Linked DNA regions of Pan troglodytes: all the other regions are linked to region 2. The links are chromatin contacts, called in public Hi-C and HiChIP or PLAC-seq maps. All regions are on one chromosome and are shown on one strand. The core of a region is the stretch at or near the end of the contact, and the rest is flanking DNA. Distances in the headings are between cores, read along the strand shown.

What was found. A called contact is a pair of places that touch in the nucleus more often than the background predicts. HiChIP or PLAC-seq counts read pairs in DNA pulled down with a chosen protein or histone mark.
Region 1: a Hi-C map of stem cell-derived neural progenitor cells shows a contact between it and region 2, with 3 times the contacts expected there. The contact joins the promoter of SIK3 here to the promoter of APOA5 in region 2. A contact is called at or near these places in 3 of 7 Hi-C or Micro-C datasets (blood, induced pluripotent stem cells and stem cell-derived neural progenitor cells) and 1 of 1 datasets of contacts at active chromatin or transcription factors (stem cell-derived excitatory neurons).
Region 3: a contact with region 2 is called in an H3K4me3 HiChIP or PLAC-seq map of stem cell-derived excitatory neurons, with 18 times the contacts expected there. The contact joins the promoter of PCSK7 here to the promoter of APOA5 in region 2. A contact is called at or near these places in 2 of 7 Hi-C or Micro-C datasets (blood and stem cell-derived neural progenitor cells) and 1 of 1 datasets of contacts at active chromatin or transcription factors (stem cell-derived excitatory neurons).

Annotation. Positions count from the first base shown.
Region 1 is chr9:119,038,188-119,042,136 of NHGRI_mPanTro3-v2.0_pri, forward strand. It overlaps SIK3 (SIK family kinase 3), which reads right to left and starts at 2,523. Exons shown (of 24, transcript XR_010147689.1): 1 at 2,236-2,523.
Region 2 is chr9:118,734,851-118,738,472 of NHGRI_mPanTro3-v2.0_pri, forward strand. It overlaps APOA5 (apolipoprotein A5), which reads right to left and starts at 1,698. Exons shown (of 4, transcript XM_003313313.6): 1 at 1,645-1,698; 2 at 1,077-1,157; 3 at 851-962; 4 at 1-329. The coding sequence starts at 1,125.
Region 3 is chr9:119,173,126-119,176,812 of NHGRI_mPanTro3-v2.0_pri, forward strand. It overlaps PCSK7 (proprotein convertase subtilisin/kexin type 7), which reads right to left and starts at 1,380. Exons shown (of 21, transcript XR_010147320.1): 1 at 1,245-1,380. RNF214 (ring finger protein 214) reads left to right here and starts at 1,607. Exons shown (of 15, transcript XM_003313315.5): 1 at 1,607-1,942; 2 at 3,481-3,593. The coding sequence starts at 1,607.

The DNA.
Region 1 (3,949 bases), core at 1,273-3,772, 300 kb after region 2:
AATATTTCCATACATAGGAATTGCACAACTGCATACCACAAATGATCAAAGATAAAAACCAACATAAACAGTGACACCCGTTTGTAAACAAGCCAATGTTTAAAACGCTGCAGTCCTAAAGGATACCAAGGTCTCAGAGAAAAACTATGAAAAACACACGCACGCACACATACACACACATGAAAATTAGAAAGCGGGCAGACCAGCCATAATTAGGCACTGGCTTTGCTGACTACTGAAGATAGAAATGTCTCTTTTACATTAAAGCCAAGAATCAACTGTTTGCAATTACATTTACGAAAACATTCAACCCTGTCTGTAACAGATTTTATCAATATTTTGGTGTATCCAAGGGCTGGAAGATTCAAAATTCTTTAAATCATGAAACCATAAACCAGGCAACCAATTAAGTTCATGGAGACTATCCCCCAGAGGTCAGAGCAAAATAACCACAGGAGCACAAAGTGATTACACAGAAAATAGGCAGAAAAAAAAGGAAAGAAATAGCAAAACAAGGAACAAGGCATATTGTTTGTAAATGTAAGTTTGCCTTGGCTAATAGTCAACTGGACTGGAAACACGGTGAGGATGGCAAGTGAGGAGCACACCAAAGTCTTGGCTCAATCGACTTCCCCTGACTTCCCCTCAGGGTCTGAGGGAGCCCTGGACTTTGGTATCTCATTCAGCTCTGACCTGCAGACTGGAGGCCCTGTGATAAAAACGGACAAAAAGGCTGAAGAGGGCCCTCCAGAGGAAGTGAAACTGACCAATCAATTCGCCACAGCCACCCACCCTGACACCCTGGTAAGAAGGGCCCCTTGTAGCCTCAGGCAGAAAGATGGTGGGGAAGGAACTTCAGGTTGCAAGTGATCAGGAGAGAAGGTCTAGATAAGTCACTGGCTTCAGAAAACAAGCCACTGCCATAAAAGCAAAAACAAGGTAGGTCATGACAACCAGAGGCTAGGCTGAGGAGGTGAGGGGAATTGATGTGGCTTTGGTAGGAGGCGGCAGCAGCTGTAAGGGTTCTTCATTCCTCAGGTTGAGGGAAAACACAAGCTGCAGTTCTAAACATAATGAATGACTACATTAAAAGTATTCATTCAAGTAAGATATTGAGCAAAGAAAATTTTAGAGTAAAAATGGGCTTTGCGGGTTCCACCAAAACCAAAAGATTCCTCCTGATGTCTTAGATTCCAGTCCTCCCAACGAAGGCTACATGAAAGTGCTACCATATTTCCTCAAAGAAAGAATTTTACATGCATACATATATAGCTTCCTAATTGACCTTGGCCAATTTCACTCCTATAGCGCCTCAAATCCCTTTGAGAACTAAGGGCTCGATGAGTGTAATCTCCCGGTGTCTGGGTTCTTCAATCACAAGCTTCCCCCCAACCAGTAAAAGCCCACCCTGGGTTCTACAAAGCCCACAATTCCCGACCCTCCAACAACTAAAAATAACCAGCAATCAGCTCTCCCAAATTGTTTAACCCCTGACTACCTAGTGCCATCATAAACCTGGGACACCCCCCACCCCCACCTCACTCCCCCATTCCCTGGGCCCCTTCCTGTGGACAAGCAAAGCAATTTCCCCCTTATTTCCCCATTTTCCTCACTGCCTCCTCCACTAATCGTGTCTCCTCGGGATCCCCTTCGCACCATCTATCAGTCTTAGATGATCAAATGCGGATTCCTGTCTCTGTCTTAAGGCACCAGGATCCTGGGACCTCCCAGCGCCCTGCAGACGTGCACATTCCCAGTCCGTGCCCCAGCCGTCCTGGGTCCCCTTACAAGCCCGGGTCTGCCACTTCACCCTTGTTTTTCCCCATCCTCCGGGTCCACATTTCATATGCCCCTGCCCTCATTCCCTTATGATTCCCTAGCTGCTGGTTCCAGAGTCTTCTGGGCTTACAGTCTCCCGGCCCTCGGGGAGTTCCGACCCCTTCTTTCCAATCATCCCCTTTACCCGCCTGCCCTCAGCCCCGAAGACCCCTCCCCGCGCCCGGCTCCTGGGCGCCGGTGCTCTGTGCCCTCGGCCCCCTGCTTGGAGTTCCGCCGTCTCGAGTCCCAGGTGTCCCTAGCTCCGCGCCCGCCCCGCCGCGGTCGGCTCCCTCCCGCCTCCCGGCCCCCAATGCTCCCACCACGCGCCGCGCTCGCCGCCCTGACCCCCCGGCTGGGGGCGCGGACCTCTCCCGGCCCCGCCACGCTCCGACGGCCGCCTGGCCCCTGCGCCGGTACCTTGGCCTTGGTGACGAGGTGCGTGGCCCGCTTGACCACCGCGAAGTTGCCCTTGCCGATGGTGCGGTCGATCTCGTAGTAGCCGATACGGGCGGGCATGGGTCCGCGGGAGGCCGGGGCTGGGGGACGCGGCTGGCCGGCCGCAGGGGACACGGCAGCGGGGGCGGCTGGGGACCCCGGCGCGGGCGGAGGCAGCAGGCGGCCCGCGGGCCCGGCTCCCCCCGTCCCGGCCCCGGCAGCCCCGCCAGCTCCGCTCGCCGCCGCCGCCGCCATCTTGTTGTGCAGTGAAACCTCCGGGGCCGCGGGGAGCCGGCTCGGGGGAGGGGGCAAGGGGGGGCGGGAAAGGGGGGGCCGCGGACGTCACTCGGGGAGGCGGGGCGCCTTCGCCGCCCGGCGCCCGGCTCCATGGCAACCGCGGGTCACGTGCCGACGCGCGTCACTGCCCGGAGCCATGGCAACCGTGACCTCACCGGCGGGCTCGACCTTCCCGCTTGGGCCCCGGTTCCTGAGGCGCTGGCTCCCGAGTGCCCCCCTCCGGGAGCTGGCGGTGGGAACCTCCGATGGGCCCCCAACCTCGAAGCCTCCGCCACCTTTCCCGAGTGGGGGGCGCAGGATGCCCGACCCAAAGCCAACCCCCCACCGCCGCTCGAATGGCCAATGTGACCTCTACTGTGACCTCTGTCCCAGTTCAACGATCACCCAACCTCCCTTAACAAAAAAAAAGTGTTTCCTCATCACCAAAAATACCAGCGTTGTCCCACTTTAGCCCTTGAGGCCACAAATGCAGGAATAGCTACACTCTTGAAGCAACTGTAACCAAGTTGGTAACAACGCAGGGGAATTCTTCGGTAAAATTCCTTCCTCTTACAAAATCCAGCTCACCCTGCACAGTCAACCTAATTGTCACCGAATATAGGAGAATGGGGAAACCAGGATTTGCGTGTTCAAGGGCGGACAAGCCAGTCCAAACAGGCATTCCAGTCATTGGGTGGGTGACAGCCAAAGAAGGTACGTCATTTTCCTTCCTACCACCCCCATCTCTGAACAATTCTACAGGGATGTCTGTCAGAGTGCCTACATACTATTTCTGTTGCTTGTATAACCCTGATGAAGCAGTGGTGCGCATTGTCCAATGAACCACGTCGTGTTTAAACAACAGTCGGTTAAGCAAAATAAATAAGTAAATAATAAAAATTCCATCCTTCCTAGTGACTCTCCGAGGACATTAAGGGTCATCAAGTTAATAACTCCAGCAATTTCATATCTCTTTTTCTTCCCCTGCCTATTACCTGCATCCTTCATAGCTCCCAGGCTTCCTCCTCCTCTCTCCCCTTCCCTTTATTAAATAGATTAACTTAGCTGCTTTAGGTGAGGGTTGCAGGTAGGAAATCAGACTATCAACAAAATAGTCTTTGGCAGGCTGGGTGGAAAGGAGGGAAGATTGTGAATATTCCAATGTTAAAATGTATTCCTTTGGACTAGTCCTGATCCATCCATATCTATGTCTCTCTCAATGGTAGAACTTTATTGTCAGGTCACTGCATGCACAGTATTAAAAACTGACACCCAGGGCACTGTAAATGTGTGGAAGGAGAACTCGTGTTTACTCGCTGACCAAAGAACACCTCCTGGTGCTCCAATTCCCTATCCAACCATGAGTAATGGCTGGGACTTAAGATGGGACAGAGGGGTCATCCCACAATGGTCTTGGATC
Region 2 (3,622 bases), core at 448-2,947:
CCAGCAGCTGGGCCTTGGTGTCTTCTCCCACCACGCGCAACTGCTCCTGCAGCTCCTGCACGCGCAGGGCCACCTGCTCCATCAGATCCATCGTGTAGGGCTTCAGTTGCTGCCGCAAGCCCTCCAAATTCCAGCCCACCAGCTCGTGCGCCTCTGCCATGTAGGGCTGGAGGCGAGCCTTCACCTCCTCCAACTCCTCCTGCAGCTGCTGCCGCATGCCCACCGGGTCCTGTGGGAGCCGAGGAGCCTCGCTCCCACTCACAGGCCTCAGCTTTTCCAGGAACTTGTTCATGTTGTTGAGGTCTTGCTCAAGGCTGTCTTTCAGGGTCCTGGAGAAGGGGACAGATATCCAGGCCGTCAGACTGCTAGCCCCCATCATCTCCTTTGTCCCCACGTCATCGCGCACTGATCCTCTGGGGGAACCAAGGACGCAGGGCGTTGGCCCCAGGGTCGAGGGCTCTTGTCCTAGCCCTGGCCAGTAACAACTCCTCACGCACGAAGCACAAACACATTGCCCATACAAATCCAGACCTACAACACTCTCCAAAGAAACATAGATGCGCCACATCATCCTTTGATTCTGGGGACTGCAGCGGGCGTCCTGCCGATTGATCCCAGGTCCCGCGCCTCAGTGAGCAAGGGGGCAACAGCTACAGAGTTGTCAAGGCGGGGGCTGCAGGCAGAGGGCGCTAAAGAGCCCAGGATGGCCGGGATCTGCAGACAGAGCTAGCACCGCTCCTTTCCTCTGTCCCAGCAGCGGCCACAGAGGTTGAGGCAGCAGAGGCAGGGCATCATGGCATGGCCCAGCTGTCTCCTCCCTTCGCCTACACCCCTTCCCCTGGGCACTCACGCGGGCTCGCGAGCCATCTTCTGCTGATGGATCTGCTCCACCCTGCCTTTGTCCCCGCTGGTCTGGCTGAAGTAGTCCCAGAAGCCTTTCCGTGCCTGGGTGGCTGAAAACGCTGCGGAGAGGGACTAGGTAATCAGGGCCTGGGCTCTCCTCCCCCAGGGTGGACAGGGCCCTCTGGCCAGCCTCCACCCACACCCCCACGTTGAAGTCAGGGTCGGAGACCCACCTGAAAGAAGAGCCAGAGCCCAGGTGAGCACGGCAGCCATGCTTGCCATTATCTGCTCTGAGAAGACAGGTGGAGGGAGGCCTGGTTAGGGGAAGAAGGAGAGGAAGGGACATGGCGCAGGAGACTTGCCCAGGGGGCCTCTGCAGGGGCAACTGCCCGAAATCCTGTTACCCCTTCCTTGGGCTGGGGAGCACAGAGCTGTTGGGGCTCAAGAGGACCGACCTAGGTGAGTCAAGGAGGCTAGGGTGTCTTCCTCAGACATGGGAAGAGGGCGTGCTCTTGCTACCTCAGTCACATAGCAGGGAGCGTGGTGCTCTAACCCCTTCACAAAGGTCCCAGACCCCAGGAACAGTTCTCTAGGCCACTTCTACCACCTCTCCCCTGCCCACCTGTCTCCCTCCCTCCCATTTCATGGTGGAAAAACTGAGCCATAACGAGGGCGAAGAGGCAACTCTGCCAAAATGTTCCAAGAGGACGTCTTAGGGGCCACCCCAGGCTCTCCCCTGAGGCCACCTGCAATGCCCTCCCTTAGGACTGTGACCCCCATCCCTCTGCCCCAGCTGCTCACCTGCTCACGTCTGGGCACAGAGAGCAGACATTCTGCTTTATACTCCAGGGCCCTGAGCCTCTGGCACCAATTGCTCTGAGTAAATACCACGTGGAAGTTCAAAAGAAGTTGACCTCAGCTGCCTCCCAGCACTCACCTCCTGCCCTTTCCCTGGCACCCAGAGGGTTAATGAGTGCCCTGGTATCAGGGGCTGCCCCAGTAGAGAAGTGCTTCCCAGGAGCTTTACGGGGGATGGGGCTGAACTCCTCACCCAGTTTCTCCCAAACCCCATGACCTTTAACCTTCCCAATGACCAGCTGGCTGGCCCACCAACAGAGAAGAACCTGTTTGTCTGCCAAGGGCCCCTCTCTTACACAACTACCCAGAGTCACTGTGTCCCAGCCAGCAAGATGGACAGTGTTCACCTACCAGCCAGAACCTGAGCAGCCCCTGACAGCTTCACTACAGGCTCCGCAGGCATCCTCAGCCAGCATTCATAGGGTTAAAGACCCAACCACATCCCTCTTTATGAAACAATCCTGGAACAAGCAAGGGAAGCCAGGCAGGGTGAAGATGAGATGGCAAGAGGCATCTGGGCCAGGGACTCTGAGCCCCAGGAACTGGAGCGAAAGTAGGATTTGCCCCATGAGGAAAAGCTGAACTCCACTCGCAGGGCCTCTGAGGAGAGCAAGCCCAAATGCTCAGATCTTCTCTGATGACACACCCACTCCGTCTACAGTACTCATACACACATGTTCACAAGCTCCCGATTCTTGGTCCTAAATGCATCTTGAATCAATCCCCTCTCCTCCATTTCCACTACTATCATTGCACCAGTTGTCTGTCACCTTGATTGCATTCATAGCCTCCAACAGGTCTTTCTATCACAGTCCTGCCCATTTAATTCATCCTCCACTGTGGCTCATCCTGACTCATTTCCAGTCTCATCTGCTGCCACATAAAACCACGGCATCCCCTGAGCCTTTATACAGTCTTCCCTCTGCTTGAAATAGCCTATCCCCTGGTGAATATATATTCATTTTTTAGAGTTAGTTTGTATTAGTTAGAATTAGACTTGGCTGCAAGGGACACATATATGTGTGCATATATATATACACACACACATATATATTTTATATTCTTGCATACATATATGTATATATGTGTGTGTATATATATACATATATATATACAAGATACTGCTCTTACCACTCATACTGACATCCCATTGGCCACAAGTTAGTCACATGGCTACACTTAGCTGATATATATGTGTATATATATATATGCAAGAGAATAGCTTAAACAAAATGGAGTCTTATTTCCTTCTCATGTAAATGTAGGCCAGCTCGGGCCGCTTCTATCTTGTTGCACTATTATCATCAACGAGATGCTCATATCCAAGTTCCAGCTGCTTCACCTCCAGCTACCAAGTTCACCTCCCAGGGAACAGGAAGGAGGAAAAGGAGAAGGACATGTTCCTTCCTTTTAAAGACACATCCCAGATATTGCCATTACCACTTGTACTGACATCCCATTGGCCACAACTTAGTCACATGGCTACACTTAGCTGAAAAGGAGGCTGGGAAATATAGTTTTTATTTTGGATGGCTGTATGCCTAGCTGAAAAAGGACTCTATTACTCAGGAAGAAGAGAAGAAAGGATTTGAGGGAACAGTAGTAGCCCCTGCTACACAGCTCCAGTATCACTCTGAATGCCTTCTTCTGCCTTCACCTTTTTCTGCTCTGGAGATAAACTGATTCCACATTATTCACACAACACTGTATATTCCTGGATTATAGCACTTACTATCTAACTGCACAATAATTTGTTGATGAATCCGAGAGCTCTTTGAGTGCAGGGGCTTTTTCTAATTCATCTCTATATCCACTAGTATGTTTTGCACAGTGCCTACTACATACAAAGTTAAGTGACTGAATTCAATCATTCATTTGATTTAGGAACTGAGGTTTGAGGAGATCAAGTGGCCTGTCCACC
Region 3 (3,687 bases), core at 130-2,629, 440 kb after region 2:
TCCTGATTTGTGTATCCCAGGATACCAGGGAAAGTGAAAGGAGGGAGGTGGCGGGGGCGAAACAGGGAAAGCCAGAGAGTGCAAACAAAACAGAACAGGCACCAAGGACAAGCGGGCAACCAGGAGAGAACGAATGACGAGAGAACCTCACTAAGCAGCTACTCCTGTACTGAGCTCAGGAGGCTGGCTTCAAGGTGAGGACTCAGACTCCAGACTGGGACTCCAATTGCCTGGGTTTGACAGAACCAGGGAATTGGTCTCAGGAGCCCTCAAAAAAAAAAAAAAAAAGAGCCAAGTTAGAACTGGGGGACAGACAAATGGGGTGGCAGGACATGTGTGTACCTATGGTGGCTGGGCTCCTTTAAAAGCCTTTGCTCTCCACTGGGTCCACCCTGGGGCAGGGCTTAGTACTCAGATACACACCCAAGCGGCTCTACCTCAAAGCATTCCAGAAAAATGGGAATTTTACTAAAAGGCTTCCTGGAAAGGAGAACTTATGCCACCTCTCCTTTACCTCTAAAAATCTTCATACTACATTTCTTCCTCTCGTTTTCTCTTAGGTTTCCAGGCATATTCCCTCTCAATCCCTCCCTGCCCCCCGGAGCCTCAATTCTCCCAAGATATTTAGGTGTCTTCCCCAGTCTGCATACTCTACTAAGTAAACAAACTAACAAACAAAACCCTTGTTAGCCAGACAGTGGCCCCGCTAGGCAGACTCCTTCAGACTCAGTAGATCCCACCACAGATGTCAGGAAGAAAGAGAAGCAGGAGCTCCTTCTGTCTACTAGTGGCAAAGCAGCATTTTTATCCCCCAGGCTTCTGGGAAAGGAACCTTAAATGCCTTCTGAAAGCAGGTCTCAACCTCTCCCAACGGCTAGGCCTCCCTTTACAGCTCTTAATTGACAAGGGAGAAGAGAATGGGCAGCCCGGAGTCCAAGATCCTGCTCCCAAGCGACTGTCCTCGCTGTTCCACACCCGGCTCCTAGAAGCCAGCTTGGGTACCGGGTCAGTTTCCCAATTCTCCCTCCGTCGGCCTCGATCGCTCCGTGCAATGTGCCCCTCTCCTCATTAGCACCCACATTATCCAGGAATCCTGGGCCCTGGGGCCCCATCTCCTTGGGGTCCCCCACGCCAGGACCTCAGGCACCCTCTGTGCATCTCCCTCATCCTCAGACGCCGGCTTCCCCCACTTCTGGGCCCCCCTGACTACCCAGGTCCAGCCCCACACCTAGTTCCCAACTCACCGGCCCGGCCGCAGCTGCCGCCGCCTCCCTGCGGAAACTCGCGGCTTCCCGGGAGCCGGAGGAGCAGTGACAGCAGCATCACTTCCGCCCGCGGCGCAGCCAATCAGCGCGGCGCCTGCGGCCCGGCGACCCCCGCGGGCCACAGCAACCGGCGCCCGGGATCCGGCTCCCGCGGGCGGCCTACGCAGGCAGGGGCCGTGCGGGCGCTGGGGGCTGAACCCGCGGGCTCCGCCACCCCGAGTCCTCGGGGCATCTTCCACATGGTCCCTCTTCAGAAGGCTCTCCTTCATGGCGTCCTCTGTAAAGGGCATCTCGGTTCCGACCTTTAAAAGCCACTCGTTGCTCTTCTCCTTCTGACCGCCATGGCCCCGAATGTCCCTGTAATCTTCCCAGAGGGGATCCTGCCCACCCAGGTCGCCTTCCTTCTCGCAGTCGGCTCTCCCTTCTTCCCCGCGCCCCGGGAGAGTCCACCTGTATCTCAGGGGTCTCCCGCAGCATCCCCGTGCCCCGGCGGCGCCAGCTGTCGCCGCCAGAGGGCGCCGTCGGGGGCGGCGCGGCGCCACCGCGGCCTCTCCTCGCGGCCGGAGCCTCGCCCCCTCCGCTCGTGCCGCCGGAAGTGGGAGGTGCCGCGCGCGGGCCGGCGCTCAACCCCTCCCCCCGTGGCTCGGCCGCCCCCTCCCCCCGCTCCGCCCGCTCAGGTGCGTCCCGTCCCTCCCCCACTTTCCTCCCGGGGGCGCGGCGCGGGAGGTGTGTGCGGGGCGAGCGTGGGTGGGGGTTGCGGGGCGAGGGCCGGGCATGGGGGTCGGGTGGGGGGCGTGGAGGGTGCTGTGAGAACCGAGGCGGGGGTCCCGGCCTAGAAATGGGACGGGGGGGTGGCTGGCAGCGGGGTGGGGAGGCCGAGGGGAAGGGGTGGAGGGGGGTCTGGTCCGAGCCAGCGGCCAGCCTAGCAGTACCCTGTGGGGGGTGGCCAGGGCCACCCAGCGCCGCTTCCCCCCATTGTCCCCTTCCCGTCTGTCCCCTGTTCTCGCCCGAGGACCCGTGGCTCCGGCGCCCCTGCTTCGCTGGTGGTCGCCCCGGGTTGCGGAGTTCTTTTTGGTACACTCGACCCTCCAGCCAGCTGTTCCTACCCGCGCCACGGGCTCTCTAGCCACGGAGTTGCATGCATGACCCTTGTCCTGGGGTTTCGTTCACCGGGCGCAGAGGACCCCCAGCCCTGGGCTATGTTGGAGACGGGATGTTTGCACCTGAGGGAGCAGCAATGGCGGTTTGGGCCCATTTTCTCCCAGGAGCTTTGTATAATGAGGGAAACTGAGGCACAGAGGGTCTGTGGGCTGTGACTGAGGTGTTGACACAGCCCCATCTACCTGTCTGCCCCACGCGCTCTTCAGTGTTCCGGGGGGAATACGTGTGATGCTGTTAAAATAAAAGCGAGAATGCAGACTAACCCTATGTTCATCCCCACCTCCCAAGTATTTTGATTTTCTTTTCTCCTCATAAGGTCATAAGTTTGCTCTGCGGCATAAAAGATGACCTTTTGATTTTTAAAAAAGGCGTCCGTCCCAGTTCCCTTACTTGTGTTACCATGTTTTTTACCTTGTCTTTTTCACGCTAGAGAACCCAGGATTCTTTTTTGCACCACTAGTCACTCTGAAGAGTCTGTTCTTTGCTCAGTTAGTGGGTATCAGGCCTTTCCTATCTGTGGGGAGCACGCTGACAGTAAAAGATGCACCCTGGATTGCCCAGTATTGCATTACTTGTTGACTTACAGGCAGACACCTCCAAAAACTTCACTTAAATTAATGGAGAATGCTTTGAATGTAACAGCCATAAAGTGATTTAAAAACATGAGATCTGATTGATACTAGGCCGAAAAGTACGTCTTTTATTAAAAATGATAGCAGACAAGGTAGGCCTGGGACCACTTGGAAGATCCTGGCAGACTAAGATGTATTGTTTGAAATGACTACATTTCTGCCAAAAGTGAAAATAAGATCTTTGCACAGACTCCTAGATATTTATGTAAATACAGTGACTCCTGAGGATTGCTGCCCACTAGGACACTAGGACTTTGCATACAATGTCTCTTTTAGTACTCTTAAGTATTTTCTCCCGGAGCCCAGGTTTTTGTGTTTCTTTACTGCGACAGCTCTGTTGTGTGGACATTCTGAGGGGGGAGAGATACATTTGTTTTAAACTTTGGAAACTTGTAGCCTGTAATTTGTTTCTGAATGTACAGAGCATAATGGCAGCGTCTGAGGTTGCTGGTGTTGTGGCCAATGCCCCCAGTCCTCCGGAATCTTCTAGTTTATGTGCTTCCAAATCAGACGAAGGTCTCCCAGATGGTCTAAGGTAATGTGTGGACTCCTGACTGGGAAGATTCATTTGGGTAAAGGGTTTTTGAGATGGTCTTGTGTAGCTGGTCTTTCATTTTGGCTCTGATGGC